2 separate regions of the Rattus norvegicus genome follow, and region 2 is linked to region 1. Evidence: chromatin contacts called from public Hi-C data. All regions are on one chromosome and are shown on one strand. The core of a region is the stretch at or near the end of the contact, and the rest is flanking DNA. Distances in the headings are between cores, read along the strand shown.

The links. A called contact is a pair of places that touch in the nucleus more often than the background predicts.
Region 2: a Hi-C map of psoas muscle shows a contact between it and region 1, with 1.6 times the contacts expected there. The contact joins two enhancer-like sites.

What each region holds. Positions count from the first base shown.
Region 1 is chr8:19,186,993-19,193,068 of GRCr8, reverse strand. No RefSeq gene overlaps it. Among named protein-coding and RNA genes, the nearest start is that of Fam76b, 220 kb to the right of the region's middle. Within about 2 kb of position 3,213, at least 8 of the 93 cell types and tissues checked have an H3K27ac peak or open chromatin away from gene starts, as enhancers often do.
Region 2 is chr8:19,326,641-19,332,716 of GRCr8, reverse strand. No RefSeq gene overlaps it. Among named protein-coding and RNA genes, the nearest start is that of Sesn3, 86 kb to the left of the region's middle. Within about 2 kb of position 2,931, at least 46 of the 93 cell types and tissues checked have an H3K27ac peak or open chromatin away from gene starts, as enhancers often do.

The DNA of each region.
Region 1 (6,076 bases), core at 1,964-4,463:
CACCATGCACTGAACCTGCTGGACCTTGTTAATTGATTTCCCAGCCTTCAGAACTGAAACAAACTTTTCCCCTTCCCTTGAGGTACTTAAAGGTTGAACTTGGGACCTTACACATGCTAGACAAAGGCTTGACCACTAAGTGGAGTTTTTGTTGTTGTTGTTGTTATTGTTGTTGTTGTTGTTGTTTTATTTTTACTACAGGTAAGCCTTACATTTGGCTATCCTCAAGCTCTGGAGGCCAGAGCAACACCACAAATTTTATTTTTATAAGGCAGCACTATTTTGCATTTTTTTGTTATGGCAGATAAAACAGACACTATATGGGTACACAGAATAGCCAAGTAAAATATGTTATTTCCCCTGATGACAGAGGGTAAGCTTATGAACAGAGCAAAATGATGCTGGCGTTACAGTGTTTGTGAAAGAAGAGGATGTTGGGGATTGTGGCGGAGAGTTAGGGAAACCTGCTTTAAGGAACTGTAGTGATACCATGTGCTAGGTATTCAGACCTCCTCATAAAATCTCCAGTGAAAGCTTGGAAGGTGATTCCTATTTATTAACACTTCAATTTCACAGACCAAGAATCTACAGATATTAATTAATGAGCTCAAGGTCACACAGCCAGAAGTGATGGGTCATGGATTTGAACAAGGGTTTAGATTGAGACTAAAGGATGAACAAAAGTCAGAAATGGCTCCATGATGTTTTAAAGAATGAGCGAGTATAAAACCCAGGATGAAGTGGGGTGAAGTCTCTAGGGTTCTGTAGGGTGCTGATGGCTCCTCGATTCTTGTCTGAGTTCACTGTCATCATCTATCATTGGTGTTGTGCGCTCACAGATAAACTCTCAATACTTGAAGTCAACCCAGTGGGTTAAAAGAACCTTAACTCATTCAATTAAGGAAAAGAACCAAAAAGTCACTGGTAGAAAATAGGATCTTGTCATCCACAAAACAATCTTGCTGTTCATAGCTTCAGACATCACAGAGTAGATCACTGGAGCTTGACTGTAATTTAATTATAATGATTAGTTTTAAGTGAGAGTACTTCTTCCTCCCATGGTACTGTGAATAAATAAGCTGACTTTATGAAGATATTTATGCCCATATGTATTCCCTAGAGAAGGCCGAGCTCATACAGAAGGAATTCTTCCAATGTGTTTACATGAGCTGTTATTTATGTATATGGTCTAACTCGTTGTAACTAACCCAAAGGGAGAAATATTTTTATTTGTACATGGTTGTTCCTCTCAGGATACAATGTGGGGTCTGCGTCTCCTTTTCCCAGTCAGTTATGAATCCCTAGGCACCCCCCTAGTCACTGATCTTCGGGGCAGAGAACTTGACCCACTGTAAATGTTCCAGGTCAAATCTTTGGATGAACTTGATGCTTGAACTCAGTAGGGGGAAAAAAAAAAGCACCAATTCAAGCACAGAGAAAGCAAGGCAGAAGCAAGAGCTGTGTGAACTGGGGTTAACAGAGAGGAAGGGAGCTTTAAAGGGACTTTCAATTTTCCCACAGCAGGGAGGCTCATGCAAAGCAGACATCTTCTTGGGTAGGTTTCGAAGTCTTTGCTCTGGGAAAGCATGTATAGCCTGGAGGTTTCACATAGCATGGAGCAGGACTCCAGTCCAGGGGTGAAGCCGTCGGGTCCTTCTAATGGTTCCATGTCAGCCTACAGATGCCTGCTGTTGGTTACTGAGTCTCCCTTCACAGCGATGCCTGAGGCTTGTACTTCATTCATGGAGCTAGTTGCCTTCTCGTTGTGTTCGAGCATCCCTAATTACAGGGAGTTCTTCAGAATGTTGAGACCTTTCTGAAAGCATCCCTCAAGAGCAAACTGTGTTGGGCAGAGGGGCCTAAAGCCTAAGACATGCAGTCAGATAGGACAGCCTCCTCATGATCTCTGTATAAACTAAAAATAGTCATTCAGCGACTCAAAGTTCTGTGGCTGGGAGCAGGTGATAGATGTTATGTTAGATGATATTCATCAGGGTGTGATGAATGGCTTTGCAGAAGATTCTGCACATTTCAACATAAGAGTATATGCACAAAGCAGGGCATTCAAATTTCCAGTGTTCTTACTCTACACCCAGAAGTGCCAACCACATTCAGCATAAGAAACCGCCAGTTTTAGCGGGTCACCTCTGTGTGGAACAATTTGCATATATCTTGTCTTCCTTTTGGGAGGGCCTGTTTGAGCCAGATCTCGCAATCTCACAAGTCTGGTGCTGTTGCCTTGTACTTCAAGGACAAAGGAGCTAGAGTTAAAGGTGGTTGAACTCTGTTTTACTCACCAGGAGTAGCAATCAATCACACGGTACAACGGTCCATCTTATCAACTTGGTTGGATTTAGAATTACCACGAAAAACTGGCTTCTGGGTAGCCAGGCAGGAAATTCCTAGATGAGGTTCACTGAAGTGGAAAGACCTATGATAACGATAACTCTGGGCAGTGCCTTCCCCTGGGCTGGGGTCCCAGACTGGATAAAGATAAGGAGAGAGCTGAGTACCAGAACTTATCACTACCAGCCACCTAGCTGCAGATGTCATGCAACTATCTGCCTCGAGCTCCTGCCATGGTGACTTCCCCACCAGATGGACTAGATCCTCAGCCGTGAACCCACAGAAATTCTTCTCTCCTTAAACTGCTTACCAAGGATCTTGTCACAGCAACAGGAAAGTAGCACGCGTCAGGGCGAAGTCTTTTCCAGCAGATCCAGACTAAGTATCACCCCATGACACCCACTGCCATGTTCTTGAGAGCTCCAACCAAACCTTTCTTCATCCTTACATAAACACTCAAGCAATAACAATTTCCACTGCAGCCACAATTAAGCTGAGGAGCATGAGGAGATGATGTGTAGGACCCTGTGCTGGCCCACACAACACAAGTTGCTCTCAAGAACCCTTCAACTGAGCTACAACCTCACGGCCATGATGTCTTCCTCCCGAGGAACAAAGATAGCTAACGTGTGCCCTGAATGCCATCGTAGGAGAGGGCTTTCAGGAATCTCACTGGAGCCACATGAGAACTTAGAGAGCTTGTGGTGTTGACCTTTGAAATTCCCTGAGCGGGGAGTGTGAGACGGTTCCTCAGAGCAATTAGCTGCACTGGTTTCCTCTGCTTACAAAGCTTCAAGGGCTTGGCCAGGAAAGCCATGGAAAGTATGAGGCAAGAAACTGAATCCGTCCTGCTCGAGAATCAGCAGTCAGCAGGCTGAAGCGCTCTTCAGTATTGGCTGCCCTCTGCCTGTCTGGGGTCACGTCAGGAGGTGTCATGTGCTGATCTAGCCATTACCTCACCTCTCAGGGAGATTCATGACCCTTTCGAGGAGGCCTGGATGGGTGGACGGACTCCAGCTGAGACCACCTGCCTCAAGGTCAAACAGCTGGGAGCCAAGCGAGCTCTGCCAGCCATGTTACAAATCAGGAAGTGCACAGTCTTGAAGGGAGATGGGAGCTCAGCCTAGTGGCCTGAGCCACCTCTTGGAATCTGTGCCTGCAGCGGGCACCTCTTTCCCTCCCTCGGCAAACACACTGATTGCTATAGAATCATTGACCTCACTGTCTTTTGAGTAATGTGCTGTCTCTCTGGCTCCTTAAATCTATCACATACAACTGGCGCTCCATGGATCAGAGGGTGGCTAACATCAGCTTTGCCAGTTCTAATAAGAACTTGGCGTTCCACAGCATCCTCCTGAAAGGACCTCAGCCTGGGATCTTAACAACAACAAACAAGAAATTTGTCCGATGCCCCTGAGTGAGCCTGAGAGGTTGCAAGACAGCGCCTGCTTCTAGCCAAGCTTGAAGCTGGCTTCAAGATCTTGTTCATCTAAGTTACAAAAAGTGCCAGGGCTTGGGGAATTCACAGCTGATGAGCAAATGCTATCTCCTCATCCTGCAATCAAACCGAACTGATTTTTAATTTATTTTAAAAGTAACCTACGACATCCTTCCGTTTGATTAACAACTAGCAGGACTCAAGGTGGCACTCCGCGCAGGCCTTCAACACTATGTTGGAGAAATGGGAAAATACCTGGCACATATTTTTAAGTCTCACATTGTCCGGGTTGGCCTTGAATTCACTGTATAGCTAAGGATAACCTTGAAAGCCTGGACTTCCTGCCTCAGCCTATCAGGTGCTGGAATTAAGGGTGCGTGTTGCCACCCTGTGCAGAGACTGAACCCTAGGGTTTCATGCATGCTAGGCCCTGGTCCTTCTTCTTCCTGCCTACTCTTACCTCTAGAAATATTGAGTTATATCACTCCACTCCTCTCTTTCTGTTCTCTTCAAGGGAAAAGTCTAGTCTACAAAATGGCCTCCTGGCTCCATATACATTTCTGTAAACCTCCTTGTCCCCTTTGCTCTGAGCTTACGTTCCACTGACTTCTCCCCAGACACTCTGTTCTAGTCAATCGAAAGCCTCCATAGGCCCCTGCTCCTTCCTGCCACCACACTTCTGCCCCCACAGTCTTTACACCAGCTGTTTCTTCTCTCCGGAATGTTCTTCCTTCAGACATCTGCATAATTAACATAATTTTCTTGGGGCTTTCTCAGTTCTCAAAATGACGAGCTCTTTTCCCACAGCAAATCTATAGAAATGATAGACAAGGTACTTTTAAGATTACAAGGGGAACTCACTGCAAGAAGAAATAAAATAGCGCATGCACCTTGAAAGATAGTGAGCAAAGAATTAGGCCAAAGCAAAGACTGTGCCTCAGGATGTGAACAATGGTAAGGCCTGTATTTCCAGCAAAGTGGAAGTAGGAAAAACTTGAAGGAGGTGACAAGATTGACTATAAAAATGTCTGAGGGAAAGCAGTGCAGACGGAAGAAATGGTTGATGCAATAGCTGTGGGAAGTGTGCTTGAATGGACTAGAAAGGACTCGAGAGAGTGTAGAGCCACAGGAGACCCCACCCAACACACCCACACTTCTGCATTTGTCCAGGGAACGAGCCAGCCTCTGCAACGACGTTCAGGCTCACATGACAGATGCTGGCGGCAATAAAAGAATTGTGTGTGCATCAATGAGAAGGATCATCAGGAACCAAACACAGGCAGCTTACGAGAGGCTAGGCCAAAACCTGCAACCACGGGGCTTTCCAGAACATTGGAAGATTCTGAGCCAGGTGTGCGGTCCTAAAGTTGCTAGAGGCAGAGGCCTGCACATCTGGTGGAACATAGACTGTTCCAGCTGTAAATGCTGGTACTGGCTACCCTTCCAAGCATGTCTGGCTTTGAGACGGCCACCACAGGGGAGGAAAGACAGACATGCACCCCAGGACGTGAAGAGCATGAAGAAGTAGGAGTCCTGAGGAGAGGCAAGAAGTACTGAAAAGCCCTGTTTCCTGGTTCCTTCCCCCATCTAGATTCTCAGCTCAGACTCTCAACGAAGGTGAAGCAAGGAAGACAGTTAGGGAGTGGTAGAGGAGAGGAGCGGGAACTCTTGCTTTGAGATGCTACAAAATTATTCACTTGTATTTTACTGTGACTTTACTGTCTGGTTAAAACAGCTGGCACCAGACACACTTTAAATTAATCAGTTTATACCATGTTTTAATAGGATGAATAACAGCAGAAAGCAAATGGATGAAGAAGTCTTTAGCAGTGTAACATTGTAAACACAATAAATAAAAGTTTGTAATATGCCCTAACTGTTAGAGAAAGAGAGAAGAAGTCGGGAACGGCCATAAAAGGGAGATCCACATATAATACTATTCCACAACACTCCTTCCTCGCACCGCTGCTGACAAGGACGTCCTGGCCTCCTGACCTCAGCTGGCTGGTGTTCATATACACGCCCTTTTGGAAAATGTGATAAAATGACTTTGCTGCCTCATAATTCAGTGGAACAGGATGGGATGGGTGGCTTTCTGTGGTTTATCTTAATGAAGAGCACCTGATAAAATGACATTTTAAAACTCCTAACTACTATCTTGTCTTCTTTCCTTATTTTTGGAGTGTCGAGAGATTAAGTTGTTGTCCCTATCTGGACATTAATTTAGTTCTCTCATTTGCTAGCCACCTCTTTGGTCCAAGACACCACACACACACTCACAAACACACACAC
Region 2 (6,076 bases), core at 1,682-4,181, 140 kb before region 1:
TCACATCAAAATAGGTAGCTGACCAAAAGCCACAGGGAAGGGTGGGAGAGAGGCTTTCATGGACTCTGACGCTGGCTCGGAGTTGGCTGTTCATCACACGTGCCGTGGATGAAGCCCTGTCTTGGTTGGAGATAAAGTCTTGTGCAAATGGGTTCCAAGGGGCCTTCTGAGTCTAATGCCCCTCCCTGAGGGAATGAAGGCCATGGATCTTGCAGACTGCATGAAATCTAGCTTCCTTCCTTTTTATCCATCCTTTTACATAGCATTTTTTTTTAAAGTAAGGTTTATTTACTTTACCTGTATGAGTGGCTTGCATGCATATACATATCTGTTTACCATGCATGTGCTGCATGTTCACAAAAGTCAGGAAAGGGTGGCAGATTCCATAGAGCTGGAGTTACAGTCAGTTGTGAGCTGCTGTGTGGGTGCTGGGAACCACATCCAGCCCTTTGCGAGAGCAGCCAGTGCTCATAACTGCAGAGTCATCTCTCTAGCTTTTTGCCATCCTCTTTCTTTGGTTGATTTTAGAAAATTCTAACCAGGAGCAGAATTATGATTTCAAGCTAACTTTGAGGGTGTGCTTGCAAAGGTGTGTACCTTGACAAATCTCTCAAGAGTGCAGTAGTGAAAACAGGCTAAACACTCATTATTGAAACGGTTTTGGAGAGTAAGCGTTTAAGAAAGGGGCAGGCTTTGTGAGTAGCGTACCAAGGTTTACATGTGGGCGGGTGCCACTGCTGTTCAAATGTTTCCTCAGGTAGCCTGGACAACATTACAATTGTGTCCTTGTCCTCCTTACTTAGCAGAACTTTTCTTCACGCTAAACTCCATTGCTGACAACATCTGAGCATATATTGTCAGCATATATTGAGAAACTATAAAATTTCCTCTTTAAAAACTGTTTCTAGTTTATTTAACCCAATGAGAAGCAAAAAAAGGGACAGCTGGGAAGTATATTTCTGCTAGTGTATATAAAACTTAAGGTGCCTGATGTTTTCCAAGCTCCGCTAATCTCCGTAAGGAGATAGTGGAGAGCTGGGGAGAGCCTGAAGTCACACAAGCAAAGTAGAAAGCTGAAATTCCACACAGCTGACACGGCCTGCCTTTCCTCTGGTGCGCCATCTGAGTTCTGGGGAGGAGTGGTGGGAGCGTCATGTTCAGAGCATTGTCAGAGTCTCAGGCTTGTTAAAATAAAGGACAGCAGCACAGTATTATTGTCCTACCCATGCACAAGGGGACATCGGGTTCACCCCTACTGTCCTGCTTGCTCGGGGTCTCTGTGAATAAACTGTCCAAGGAGCCAGCACCCGCCCCCCGCAACTCTGAAGGTATTCATCATCTTTAAGCACTCTGATTATTGGCCAGAAAAAATAATAGTGGCTCTGGCCGCCAGCCAGGAGCAGCTCCCTGCCTCCGCCTTCACTCTGCATCTGTTCTCTGACCTCTTTAGCTCACCAAGTTGCCATGTGTTATTTCTCTTCAGGTTGTTAAAAAAATAAACACACACACACACACACACACACAGACACACACACACACACACACTCACACACACACACACACTCACTCCAGAGAGCTTAGCAGAAAACAAGTCCATGCTCGTGGGGAGCCTAGAACAGACCAGGGAAGCAAGGCTGTGGTGGCTGTTCGCCATGGGCTTTCAGCTTTCCACCCTGCCAGAAGGTTTCCACCTCCCTTTCAGTTCCCAGAATGCATTTTAGCTCAGGGCTAGCAGCCTGTCTACCTAAGTGACATCTGTGTTCCTAGGAAGGCGGTCTTCTGCATGTCCCTTCCCAACCTGCTTCCTCCGGCAAGGCACCTCAGCCTTTTTCACAGGGCTCAATGTAAAGCTCCTTTGAAAGCGACACTGGAACGAGAAGGGACACTCACAGCCTGTGTGTCTTTGGCAGTTGACAGCAATGCCAGGGGACACACTAAATCACTAGTCTCCTCAGCACAAGATTAGTTAGCAATCCCACTCCCGATTGTGATAATGAGTCAGGGTGCTCTGAAGAGGGCCGTGTGCCCTGAGGGTCTGAGACCTGTCTCTTCCCTTCCCAAAGTCGCTCTGGTTTCTCTCTACCTACACCAGTCAGAGCCTCTGTGTTTGCTGAGCTCTCAGTCCTATGGAGTGGCGAGCTGAAGTGTTTGTCACCTCTGTGAACACAGTGTGTCTCAAACACAGTAGGTTCTAAAGACTGCAGGATGAATGAATGAATGAATGAATGAGTGTGTGTTTATCAAGCCCCCCCCCCCCCACACACACACTGTAATCAGTTTCTAACAGGTTGTCAGCATGTTGACCCAGCCTGGTGCCCTCCGACAATGGTATGGGCTCCTTCACCCTAACTTTCGGGGTCTCATTCATCTCCTGTCTTCACAGTGGGCACTGGGCCTTTGCATCCTTTTCTAAGGTCTGAGCCAAGACAGCTGCTTTTCCACTCTGGTCTTTTCCCCGTTGAATCCCTGATTTTATCCCACCCCCACCCCCAACCCACCCCATGAAACCTTTCTACCTGGCTCAGAGCCAGAGAGGCCTCTAAGTCACACTCAGAATTTCCATGACAGTAAACAGACTGAAAAAAACCTGAAAGCTTCCCAGACTCTTCTAATCCCACCGTGCCTGGCAGCATCCTCCCCACACCCCACTCTAATACAGGCCTGTTGAAGGTCAACGACTCCTTTAAAAATAAAGGCAGTGGTGGCCCAGTGCCCGGCTAGAACCAGCTGACGGTGCAGTTCCGTGCAGCCAGCCCCCTCTCCTTCACTGAAGCCTCCAGGCGATCTTTTCTCTAAGGTCTGCAATCTATTACGCTACAGTTAACTGCCACATTCAAATGTAAAAACAGATCCCTGGATCAACACTCTATAAAAAGCCAAGGCAAACGCGGTGGTGCTCTTTCCTGGCTTGAGCTTAGAGCTTTGCAAGGGCAGAGTCCTGGGCCAGAGAGGGCCAGGTGCCCTTGCTGGTTCACTGTAACTCCATGTCCATCCCCGCACACTGCAGCGCTTCTGGGCGTTGGCACCCTTGCTGGGTAGAGGAGGAACGAGAGATACCAGAGGACCAGTGACCGAAATACTGTTACAGGAGCAGAAAGTTCTGGGTAGAGGCCTCCAAGTACTTTTATTCTATCCAGCTCCCTCTTGATTCCGGTCTGGACAGGATCATCCCAGAAGGTCGCTCTTTAAGACCTCTGCTCAAAAACTGCTGCCCAGAATACAGACGCTTTTTTCAAACAAAGCAGCGTCGTGCCAGTCATGTGGAGAGCCTGACTGTGCCGAGGTACCGATTTTCATGCTTCCGTGGACGTGGCTTGTTGTTACTGCACAAAATGAAGGAGAACTGTTAAGAAATATCATTGGCACCTTTGAAAGTTTGGAAGAAAGCTGTTTTTATTCTCTTTCCTGTGAGCTCCTCACCTTCCTCCCAAGTCTTGGCTATGTCTTCTACTCCCAAGGAGCCTTGGGAGCAGTAAGCATGGAGTATCGAGAATATTCTTTTTTTTTTTTTTTTTTTTTTTGGTTCTTTTTTTCGGAACTGGGGATCGAACCCAGGGCCTTGCGCTTCCTAGGTAAGCGCTCTACCACTGAGCTAAATCCCCAGCCCCGAGAATATTCTTTTTTTAAAAAAAGATTTATCTATTTTGTGTACACACACCAGAAGAGGGTGTCAGATGCCCATTACAGATGGATGTGAGCCACCATGTGGCTGCTGGGAATTGAACTCAGGACCTCTGGAAGAGCAGTCAGTGCTCTTAACCACGGAGCCATCTCTGAGACTATTCTAAGAACCAGATTTCATCTGTTTGCCAGGCAGTTGCTATTGCCTAGGCCACTCTGGCAACAGCCAAGCCACTAGCCCCTCCCCTTACACCTACAGATCACTGCTCATCTGGCATCTGCTTGGCTGGACCAGCGGTTACCCATCATCTCTTGAGATCACTGCTCCTCTGCTGTGACTTAGAAGGTTTGACTGCCTGGTTACCAGCCTTTGCCTTTTAGAACTCAGGCAGCCTGCTCTTGGCTGAACTTGAGGAAGTGAATTCCACTGGACAGCAGGCTTGCTTTACTCTTGTCACAGCCCAATGTCTCTTGTTCTGATTTGTGAGCTCATAAACCACCAGGCATATACTTATTAGGACAAACACACCCATGGGTGGTATATGTGTACACACATACATAATACCATGTCTAAATTCAGTCTTTTAAACCTCAGACACACTGTGTTCACTTTGTTAGGTGTGAGCACAGTAGTACCATGGACATCAATGACACAATTTGCAAATAAATGTAACAGCCTATTCAAAATCCCAGAGTGTTTTGGTGGTAAGAACACTTGTACGCAAATAAGTTATACTTCTGCATATTTTTAAGGCACAACACTGTATTAACTACATTTTTTTTCAGAAGAATAAGCATGCACAGATGTAAACTTACCTCCCATTTTCCCTCTTCACCTGTTTTTCAATGAACACTTGAGATGTTTCTCTACATTGGCCATTATAAGTAATCCCGAGTTTACATTTGGTCCAAACACAATCGGCCGTAAATATGCAACTTGCTCTTGGTGTGTAACTTGAATTCATTGTGTGGCCCATGAGGCCATGGTCAGGTGCCAGTTTCTATACTGTCTCTTGTTCCTCGAGGGTGGCACAGTACACATGGGGCACGCACAGTATGTGTCAAGTGGATAGAAAGGCAAATTGGACAGTGGGTTCTCCAGCAGTTTCCGCCATAGTGGAAAACCCAAGAAAGAGGCCAATGTCAGAGGCCTGCTGCAACCAGCTTTGGAGGCTCAAGGGAAAGAAGCGAGCCCTTTAACATCAGCACATGCCAGCTCAGGGCTGTGCAGAGCCTTGTCCTTATGTCCCTGTCAGGAGACCCCTGTGGCCTGTGCTGTCTGAATGATGGCTTGTGGTGCCTGTGTGTCTCTCCTCTGCTCCCACATTCTCCTGTGTCATTGTCTTCAAGCCAAGTTCGTTCTCCACCTAAAGTGATTTCATCTAACGTCTATTTACTGTCTGGACTTCTTCAAAAGGGAGATAAGCTGTGTGAGGAAGACGACTGTGCCTGCTTGATTTTGATGGTTTCAAATATTTAGTGTCTGGAGCACAGTAATTATACAATAAAGAGATATTGAACGGCCAAGTGAATGGATCGTACCTGGCCGGATGGCAGGTTTGCCCGAGAGAGCCAATCAATACATGGCAGGTCAGAAAGGCACAGCTCGGGGGAGGGGCTCCGGAGGCTCCACCTCTCTTTGCTACTCTATGTAGTTAAGGATTGCCAGGGAGGATGAGATATTTTTTCCAGCGGTGCAGTCACTGAGATGCCCATGGTCCTGTGAATAGCTTCTCACTCATGCTCCTGGAGCAACCCTAATTAAACTCAGTGGGAGACACACACACACACACACACACACACACACACACACACACACTCATTTCTTCTGTCTCTCTGTCTGGGTCCTTCAGTGCCTCCTACAATCAGCCTGGGAAGTTTAGCTTTGTGGTCCATGCAACAGGTGCTGAGCCTCTGTCTCTCTCGCTCTGGCTCTCCTAGTCATTTCTGATGATGCAGGCTGGGGACAGTGGTTGCAGACATGCTGACACACTCTTGCTAGCCTGTTCTCTGCCAGCCATCCTCCCACCAAACAGCTGGAGCATGCCACACGCACAGGGGCACTAACGCCTGCCTCTGGGCTGAACAGCTTAGGCTGGTCCTAACCTCCCTGGGATGCTGCTGCCTGGCTCAAGTGTGCTCTCGGACCATCTGTTCCCACTTACTCTTTCACAAAGGCAGGCTTTTGCCTGTGACTTTTCTTCTGGGTCACGGTTGGCATTTTCTCCCCAAAGGCAGCAAGGTCTGCTGGCCTGAGTTCAGTGGTTTGCATTTTCTAGCCTGGACAGACAGATTTATCCTCCAGAGGGACCCGAGCAATGCCACGCCCTACCTACCCAGCCTCGTAAGTTTCTTCAGTTCTATTGGCTTGTGCTTTTCCTTTGCTTCTCTGCAGAGTCCATCACACCTTGTGGTACCATCATTGGGATGCGAGTGTGTGGGTGGGTGCCATTTC